Regions from separate parts of the Pan troglodytes genome. Here regions 2 and 3 are each linked to region 1. A link is a contact called in public Hi-C and HiChIP or PLAC-seq data. All regions are on one chromosome and are shown on one strand. Each heading gives the region's core, a stretch centred on a gene start, on an enhancer-like site or on the middle of the called end of the contact. The rest is flanking DNA. Distances are from core to core; before and after follow the strand shown.

Evidence for each region. Hi-C and Micro-C count contacts between places; a contact is called where the count stands out from the background. HiChIP or PLAC-seq counts read pairs in DNA pulled down with a chosen protein or histone mark.
Region 2: a Hi-C map of stem cell-derived neural progenitor cells shows a contact between it and region 1, with 5 times the contacts expected there. The contact joins the promoter of OPTC here to the promoter of CHIT1 in region 1. A contact is called at or near these places in 3 of 7 Hi-C or Micro-C datasets (blood, induced pluripotent stem cells and stem cell-derived neural progenitor cells) and 1 of 1 other capture datasets (stem cell-derived neural stem cells).
Region 3: a contact with region 1 is called in an H3K4me3 HiChIP or PLAC-seq map of stem cell-derived excitatory neurons, with 7 times the contacts expected there. The contact joins the promoter of PPFIA4 here to the promoter of CHIT1 in region 1. A contact is called at or near these places in 3 of 7 Hi-C or Micro-C datasets (induced pluripotent stem cells and stem cell-derived neural progenitor cells), 1 of 1 datasets of contacts at active chromatin or transcription factors (stem cell-derived excitatory neurons) and 1 of 1 other capture datasets (stem cell-derived neural stem cells).

Annotation. Positions count from the first base shown.
Region 1 is chr1:45,820,592-45,823,358 of NHGRI_mPanTro3-v2.0_pri, forward strand. It overlaps CHIT1 (chitinase 1), which reads left to right and starts at 1,502. Exons shown (of 14, transcript XM_063793548.1): 1 at 1,502-1,634; 2 at 2,013-2,218.
Region 2 is chr1:45,599,736-45,602,707 of NHGRI_mPanTro3-v2.0_pri, forward strand. It overlaps OPTC (opticin), which reads right to left and starts at 1,393. Exons shown (of 8, transcript XM_016936307.4): 1 at 1,211-1,393.
Region 3 is chr1:46,068,167-46,071,015 of NHGRI_mPanTro3-v2.0_pri, forward strand. PPFIA4 (PTPRF interacting protein alpha 4) reads right to left here and starts at 1,545. Exons shown (of 29, transcript XM_016936176.4): 1 at 1,399-1,545.

The DNA of each region.
Region 1 (2,767 bases), core at 252-2,751:
ATGGTGTGTGCCTATTGTCTCAGGAGGCAGAGGTTGCAGTGAGTCAAGATCATGCCACTGCACTCCAGCCTGGGCAACAGAGCTAGACTCTGTTTCAAAAAAAAAAAAAAGGAAAGAAAAAAGAATGTCACTAAATCAAATTGTAGCCCAATGAATTATTTGACACCTGCCTGACTGGAGAGACACTGTGATAAGAGAAGGGCTCGAGGAATAGCAAGGGCTTGTAAGAGGACCCAGGGCTGACCGGGGTGAAGAAGAACAGCTTGCAGACAGTGGCCATTGTAAATACACCTTCTGTAGACAGGGAAGTCACCCAGCTGTCCAGTAATAGCAAGAGCTACTGTTTATGTTGCATCTGCCTGGACCTAGTCATTGCACAGCACATCATCTGTATGCTCCTCCCAGCAACTCTCTGGGTTGTTCTATGATCATCTCCATGTATCAGATGAACAACAGACCAAGGCTTAAGCAACCTGCCAAGGACATGTTGTTAAGAACTGGTAGAGCTAAGATTACAACCCAGGTCACTCCTGAGCCACACTTTCCCTGACACTTCCCGGCACGTCACACATTTCTGTAGCCCAGTCTGACAGACTGAGAAATCCTTCGAGAAAGGCTGGCTCCATTTGCTCTGGTTCTGCATTTGCCCTGGTTCTGCATTTGCCCGGCATCACCAGGAGGGAATGAATGACTTGAGCCAATTTCTGACACCAGCCTTCTAAACGAACTGGCGCTCATTGTAAGCGGTCACAGTGGCATTGTTTATCCATCCACCCACCTCCTGTATGTTTGGTTGGGTGAGCCAGGCCTGTAGATGTTAACCAGTTCTAGTGTCCTGAAAAATAAAACAAAGACAAGTTCTAGACCTGTCAAAACAAGACGGGCCCTGCCGCTCTAACCAAGGTTCTGCTTCAGGGAGTTGGGGTAGTGGGAGGGGCAGAGGCTACCTAAGGAGCCAGTTCAGGCTAGAGCTTGGGATATACAGGCCCAAGTCCTGACTCTGTGTCCTGGGACAAGTTACCTAACCTCTCTGAGCTTCATTTTTCTACCAACCTCACAGAATAAAGATTTGTAAAATGACTCAGCAAACCGTAAACTGCCTTATGGTCTGCCCAAAGTTATCACAGCTGCTGTGTGTGCCTGCCTAGCCCACTGGCCCCTCCACGGCAGGCATTGCAGTGGGGCCTCACTCCTGTCACCCGATAAGATGATGCCTCTGGCTCCTTAAAACTCAGCGTGCCTTGCCTCCTTCAGGGTCTTGGAAGCTTTTGTTGGCAGCCCTCTACCCCCACCCCACCCCCAGCCACCTACCACCATCAGGAGACTTCCCCAGGGCTCCTGACCCTGTGGTGGTTGCCCAGCACCCTCCCTGCTCTGCCAGCTCCTGTCTGTACCCTCAGCCTGGGAAGGATGATCACATGGTGGCCCTTCGGTAAGTGTCTATGAAAAGGGTGATTCTGGGAAGTGCGGAAGCAAAAAGGGGATGCTGGCGGGGCAGATGGGAGGGGCCTCCGCGAGCCCTGTCTGCTTCACAGTTTGAGTTCGCCTTCTCCACCCTGTGTGGCCACAGGCTGCCTCCCAGACCAGCCTGACTATCCTGGGGAGTATCGTCCTGCAGACAGTGGTCTCTTGGGGTAAGGATGCATTGCCTCCTCAGGCTGGGAGCCCCAGGCAGAGGCCATGCTAACCCCCTTCCCCTGTGCACGGGCTCCACCTGGCCCGGCAGTTATCAGAGCCCAGGCTGGCTGATTTGACCTCAGCAATCACTTGCGTCTGGGTGAGACCGTGATCTCACCAGGCTTTTGGTTTGGTTTGGTTTTGTCTTCTTGTCCAATAACCTAAGGCCTATTTTACAATCCCCTGGCCCCTTTCCTCTGAACAGAGAAGCAAACAGGGCTTCCTCTGTCCGGGCCTCACACTGACTTGGCGAGCAGGAGCACCGGAGAGACGGCTCTGTTGCAGGGGTCACCGGCCAAGGAGGCGGTCTACCCTGTGGGTCCTCCCCGCTGCAGGGCACACAGAGTGGCTCCCGTGGGGCTGAGCACGAGGCAGTGGCTCCTGACCCTCCTACAGCATCAGCACTGCCCCTGCCGGCCGCTGCCGGGAGTCCAGGACCGGGCGGACAGGAGAAGCCCCACCTTTGGCTCAGCACAAAGCCCACAGCACAGCCCCGGTGCACAGACGCGGTCACATGCACGCCCGTCCACACACACCCAGAGTAAGTCAGACGGGTGAGCAATGGTGACTGGCTTTGAATAAACACAATCAGCGATTTCAGACCTCTGGGGACCAGGTTACCTTTTCTGGGCCTCGAGGCTCGAGCACCAAGCGGAGGCCTGGCGCCCTCTGCCGGTGAGCTTGGGCGTGCACACCTGGTCTGTGGTTAATAAGCTGGGGGAGCCGCCTCCTCTGCGCTGAGTCCCGTGGGATGGCAGAAATTCTCCCGCTCCCTCCTTTCCGTCTAGGGATTAAGAGTGATTTACTTCAAGTCATTCTCCCAAAGGCAGGATCGTCTCCCTGTCGTGTGAAAGGAAAGATGAGGCTCAGAGAGTTTAAGCAAATGTCCCAGGATCACACAGCAAGTTGGGGGCAGTCCTGGAATTGGTCTCCTTCACTGGAGAACTAGAACTGACGTCACTGGGCCCACCCAGACCCCCGCAGGAGTCCGCAACTGGGTGTCCCCTTCACCCTGTTCTCCCGGGTCAAAGGCCAACGCTGGACCATTTCTATATCCTGGGCCTGCTCAGGGAGGGCTCTGGGCTAAAGG
Region 2 (2,972 bases), core at 143-2,642, 220 kb before region 1:
ATCTCCTGCCTCAGCCTCCTGAGTAGCTGGGATTACAGGCACCCACCATGCCTGGCTAATTTTTGTATTTTTAGTAGAGAAGGGGTTTCACCATATTGGCCAGGCTGGTCTTGAACTCCTGACCTTAGGTGATCCACCCACCCTGGCTTCCCAAAGTGCTGGAATTACAGGTGTGAGCCACCGCGCCCAGTTGACTCTTGTGGTTTTTTATAAAGATCATCCATTCATGCATTTGCTCAACAAACATTTATGGGTGTCTATTGAGTTCCAGGCACAGGACTTGTCTCTGTGGGTACAGAATGAATGAGGCACAGCCCTTCCTAGGAGCACCTAGTCTCTTTAGGAGACATGGACTTACAATGAAACATACAATGTAAAAAAGAATGTTAGTTTATGAAATATACTTCTAAATGCAGCTTTTTAGAAACAGATTATTACAGATACAAGAGTTCTTTGTGTGTGATTGCATGAGTGTGTACGCATCTGGAAATTTCCTTAGATACCTGTGTATATTTGTGTGTGTGTGCACACAGATGCCTGCGTATGTATGTGATATGCATGTGAGTACAAATGTTCATGTAGTTCGTATATGTATAGACGGGTCAGGAAATGCATGTGGTGTGGTGTTGTATCCAGGCATAAGTGTATACAACAGTCATACCCAGTGTAGGCTTAACACAGCCCTCCCCAAAGCTAGCTGCACAAGTTTCTAGTAGACTCTCCCCCTTTCTTTCTTTTAAAATTTTTTTTATCTTTTAATTTTTATTTTATTTTCTATTTTTAAGACGGTGTCACTCTGTTGCCCAGCCTGGAGTGTTATGGCATGATCTCAGCTCACTGAAGCCTTAACCTCCTGGGCTCAGGCAGTCCTCCTGCCTCAGCCTCCCAAGTAGCTGGGACTACAGGCGTGTGTTACCATGCCCAGTTAACCTCCCCACCCTTTCTTAATTTTAGCTGGGCAAGGGGGCAAGCCTCTAGCAGTAGCAAGAGGTGTTTCTTCACCTTACCTCCCATACCTCACCCCAAACGAATTACATAATCTCAAAAAAAAAATTTCTAAGACAGTTTAGTGCCCACCCAAAAGTCTTGTCCAACTTCTTTGGCCAGAGGCCTAAACTCTCTTCATTTTCCCTTCCCAATCCCTGCCCCAGCCAAACACTTTGCCCTCATTTGCACACCGATGGCCAGAGGCCTCAACCTTGAGCCTTACCCCTTCAATGCTTCTGGATCCTGGATGGAGAGCCCTGCAGCTTCCAGAAAGGTGGGGACTCTGGTGGAGGCTGTCTGAACTGGGGCTTGGGTTAGACAGTGGTGCCCGGGGGAGGGCAAGGAGTTGGCCAGGCCTGCGACCAATCAGACTTCTCATTCCTTCTGATGTCCAGCTGTTTCCCCTCCTCTTTCCTCAGGGGGTCCTCTGCCCCATTCCTGTGTTTGACAAAAGAGAATTCTCCCCCCACCTTCCGCTTCACCCCCCCACCTCCAGCTCCTGCTCTCTCTCCTCTTACTCTGTCAGCTCCTTCTTTCTTTTCCTTGTCCACTCTCCTGATAAGGCCACATCTTTGAGGAACAGGCAGTGCCATCGCCTGCAAGGAAGGGGCCCCATCCCTCAGATTCTGAGTCCTCAGAGAAGGCTGGAGTGGGGGGATATGGAGAGATAGAGCTTGTCTTTGCAGCTTCTTTCTCCAGCCAGAGAGTGACAAGGCTTCAGCTTCATAGCCAGAATCCAAAGATAAAAAGAGGTGGAAATGAGGCACTTCACCCTCACCTAGAGCACCAGCACAGAGACCATAATTGAATAAAATCACCAGAGACAGGAGCTGCAGGCCTAGGTAGTTCAAAGAGAAGGTGTATGGGGGATGAGATCGGATTTGAAAGCCAACTTCAAGTTCACAGATGATGATCATGAGGATACGGGAAATTCTCTAAATCTGCTAGGAGGAAACCAAATGGAAATTGGGAGGTGGGCCCTAGAAAGGATCATAAACACCAGTAGACATTGTGTAGGGTCTCGGGGGCCTGGGAAGTATCCTCTCCCGCACCCTCAGAGATGTACAGTCGTCCCTCAGTAACCATGGGGGATTGGTTCTGCACGTCCAGTGGATACCAAATCCACATATGCTGAGGTCTTTTATATAAAATGGTGAGTTTGCATATAACCTACGCACATCCTCCTGTGTACTTCAAATCATCTCTAGATTACCTATAACACCAAACACAATGCTTACACCTCACTCCATTCACATGGATTCCACATAGTACTGGCACACAGCAAATTCAAGTTTTCCTTTTTGGAACGTTGTGAATTTTTTTTTTTTTCTGAATATTTTCAATCTGTGGTTGGTTGAATCCACGGATGTGGAACCCACAGATACAGAGGGCCAACGGCATTCATCTGGAAACACTCCCCTTTCCTTGGTGCCTCGAGCAGGCTGCCGAGCAAGTTCTTGCTGAAGGCAGAGGTGGGGTGGCTAAGGAGTCTTCCCCAGCTTCTGCCAGCCTGTGCCCCGGCGCCCACCCAGGTTTCTCAGTGACTCTCCTTGTTCCCTACTCCTTTCCACCAACCAGATACTGAATTCAAGCTGTGAGACCCCCTAAAGATCTAGTCCAAGTCCTTGTGGTATAGATGAGGAGAGTGAGGCCCAAAGAGGTGACGTGACTTGCCCTAGGTCACACAGAGCCAGGGCCAATGCCTAGATTTTTTGACTCTCGGGTTAGAGAGTTTTCTTTAGTTCATATGACCCTCCCCATTTCCACCTTCTTCCCCAGGAGTCCTGAATCCATGTGTTTCCAGGCCTTCAGAGCAGATGGCTTGGCAGAACTCATCTCTGCCCTGGCACACCAGGTGAAGAGGCAGATCTAATAGCCTGGCCCTCGAGGGCAGCATTTGGCTTGCTGTGTTCCTGGGCACGAGCTGGTGCGAGAGGGGGCGTCCCTCAGCCCAAGAGCCTGGTCACCAGAGAAGAGCATGTTCT
Region 3 (2,849 bases), core at 295-2,794, 250 kb after region 1:
GCCTCAGGACAAAATCTGAGAAAATAACCAAGGGAAATCATTCAAGCTGCCCTTTTGCTTAGGCAGCTTCCCTGGGACTACCTGGCCAGTTAATAGTGGTAGGGGGTGTGTAGGTTGGAGTCTAATTCAGACAGCTGTTTGAAAGCACGTGGACACAGTTCTTTCTTTTTCTAATCCAACAGCAATGTAACAGAATGGGGATGGGGGGTGAGAAGGGTGTTAACAGAATACCTGCTATGTGTGCCTCCTATGTGTACCTTTCAGCTACTCCGCAGCTGTAAATTGCCTTCAGAAGACCTAGCACCGAGCATAGTATCTGGCAGATAGTAGGTGTCCAACAAATGTTTGCTGGATGTTGAGCAAAGTACTAGGTACCAGATCCAAGAACTCTGGAAAGGACTATGGGAAATCCCTGAAACCTGGCTCCTGGAGGGGACCCTTAAGCTCACACCAGGAGGGGATCTCCCTGCGAAGCAGCGCCTCCTTAACCACTTGCTCTCCACACAGAACGGCCCCAACTCTCCTGCTCTTCTGATGGAAACTACCAGCACACCTCTCCTCAAAGGTGACATCAGCTCCTAGCGGCACCTTGTCCTGGATCCCTCCTCCTTCTCGAAGAAAACCACCTACACCATGTCTCCAAGTCCTCCAGCCCGACCTCTCTCTTCCCACCTACCATCAAAACCTCAAAATCTGCGCTGGAAAACATCCCTACTGCGTGGACGTGAGTCAGCGCCCCACTCCCACCCTCCCAGTTCAGGCATCTCTATTCCAGCCCTCTTTTCCTGTTGCGCCCACCCCTGTCCCCACCCCCACCAGGCCTCGGGTTGGCCGCTCCTTCCACCCCACCGCCCTGGCACTGCGGAGATGGGGGCATCTCTGGCACAGACTGAGGCTGGCAGTTCGAGGAATGGAGAGCTAGCGACAGGAACAGGGGTGCTATGAGCAACTCGGGAAAGATTAAGACCCCCGCGAAGAGCGAAGACCTCAGCCCATCAGAATCGCGTCCCCAAAGGAGTGGGGTTGGCCCCGGAGCCGAGAGGCGCTTTTTCTGACTCTCCTGGAGGGGAAATGGGGGCGCAGTCTGCTCCGTTCCCACCGGGAGACTCGCCAACTCGGCCCCCTCCCCTGAAGCCGATGGAGCAGAGGGCGCACTCCACGCCCTCCCCGCAGATCGGGCATCGCCCCTATCCTCACCCCCAAGGGCACAGGGCACCGCAAAGGCCGGCGAGGGGCGGCAGGGGAAGCAGTACCGACGCCTGCCGGAGATAGCACATACGGAGTCAAAAAGGGCTGTTTCCCGAGGTGCGATAGACGAGACCCCTCCCCAAACTGTCGAGGGGAGCTGGAGATGGGGAAAAGACGCATCCTACCCCAGTCCAGGCTCTGGGCGCTCACCTGCCTGCAAATGCCGAAGGCCAGGCGGCTAGGCTCGGAAGCAGCAGGGAGCCGCCCCCGACCCGGGCAGCCCGACACGTCCTAGAGCCGAGCCGGCGCCGAGGTAGCTGCAGCCTCCGCCGCCCAAGCGCGCGGCCGCGGGGCCCCGCCCCCTTCCTCCGCGGACAACCTCCCCGGCTCCGCCCCCTAGGCGGGGCTGGGCTGCCGCGACCGAGGCCACGCCTCCCGCCCCCAAGCGCCTCGGGTCCGGGCACGTGACGAGAGCGCCGCTTTGAGGCCGCGCGCCATCTTGGTTCAGCCTAGGAGGTGGCGAAGTGCCAGAGTTTTATTCCGCAGAAGGGTCTCAGGGCCCAGGAGTGCTGCCCACATTCTGCCCCTCCCTCTGAACTCGCCCTTGTTCCTAGTCTAACAGCCCGTTCCCTAAATTGGCCTTAGTCTCGGCCTTGTAATTGTCAAGTTTGTCACCTTTCACGCTTGCTCTCCTGCCCGTTCCTTGCTTTTCCTTTGATCGCACCCATTTTTTAAGTGGGGAAACTTGATATCCGGATACTACATCTGTAGTATGCTCTTCAGTGAATTGTGTCGCTTGCCTTCAGGCACCTGGCTGTTCTAACACTGTTACTACAAAATGAAGGGTTTGTCTATGACATATACATAGTATGAAAACAAGTCTCAAATGCCAAAATTCCTGACTGACAAATTTTAGCTAAGCCTCTCCATTTTCCTGAATTGCTCCCTTACCCTGCCCCCTGTGGCTATTAATGCATCTTTTCCATCTGCTTTGTGAAGTTTCATCACAGTGCCTACTCAATCCTTTACCAATACCCAGTAAGCACCACTAAAAGTGTGAACAATTTTTATATACATGCAATGTGTTCATGTGTGTATTTATAGATATATACACAGCATGTTCTATATCAGCAGCAAATGCTATAGTTGAGATCAGTGACACATACAACCTTCTCTCATTTATCTTCCACCCAATATATTCACCATTTGGCATAATTTCCTTGCATCTCTTTGAAGACAGGGAAATCTGAGTAATTCTGATCTGAGGGGTGGGTAAGTGAAGCTAAATCTGTGACCCTTGAACAACAGGGCCTTCAACTGCACAGGGCCACTTGCATGCAGATTTTCTTCCTTCCCCGCCACCCCTGAGACAGCAAGACTACCCCTCCTCTTCTTACTCGTCAGCCTGCTCAACATGATGACCCACTTAATGAACAGTAAATGTATTTTCTCTTCTTTGATTTTCTTAATAACATTTTCTTTTCTCGAGCTTATTTTATTATAATAAGGTATATACTACATATACAAAATACACATTAATCAACTGTTTATGTTATCAATAAGGCTTCCAGTCAACAGTAGGCTATTAAGTTTTGGGGCAGTCAAAAGTCATAGCAGATTTTCAACTGTGTGAGGGTCTGTGTCCGTAACTCTCACAGCGT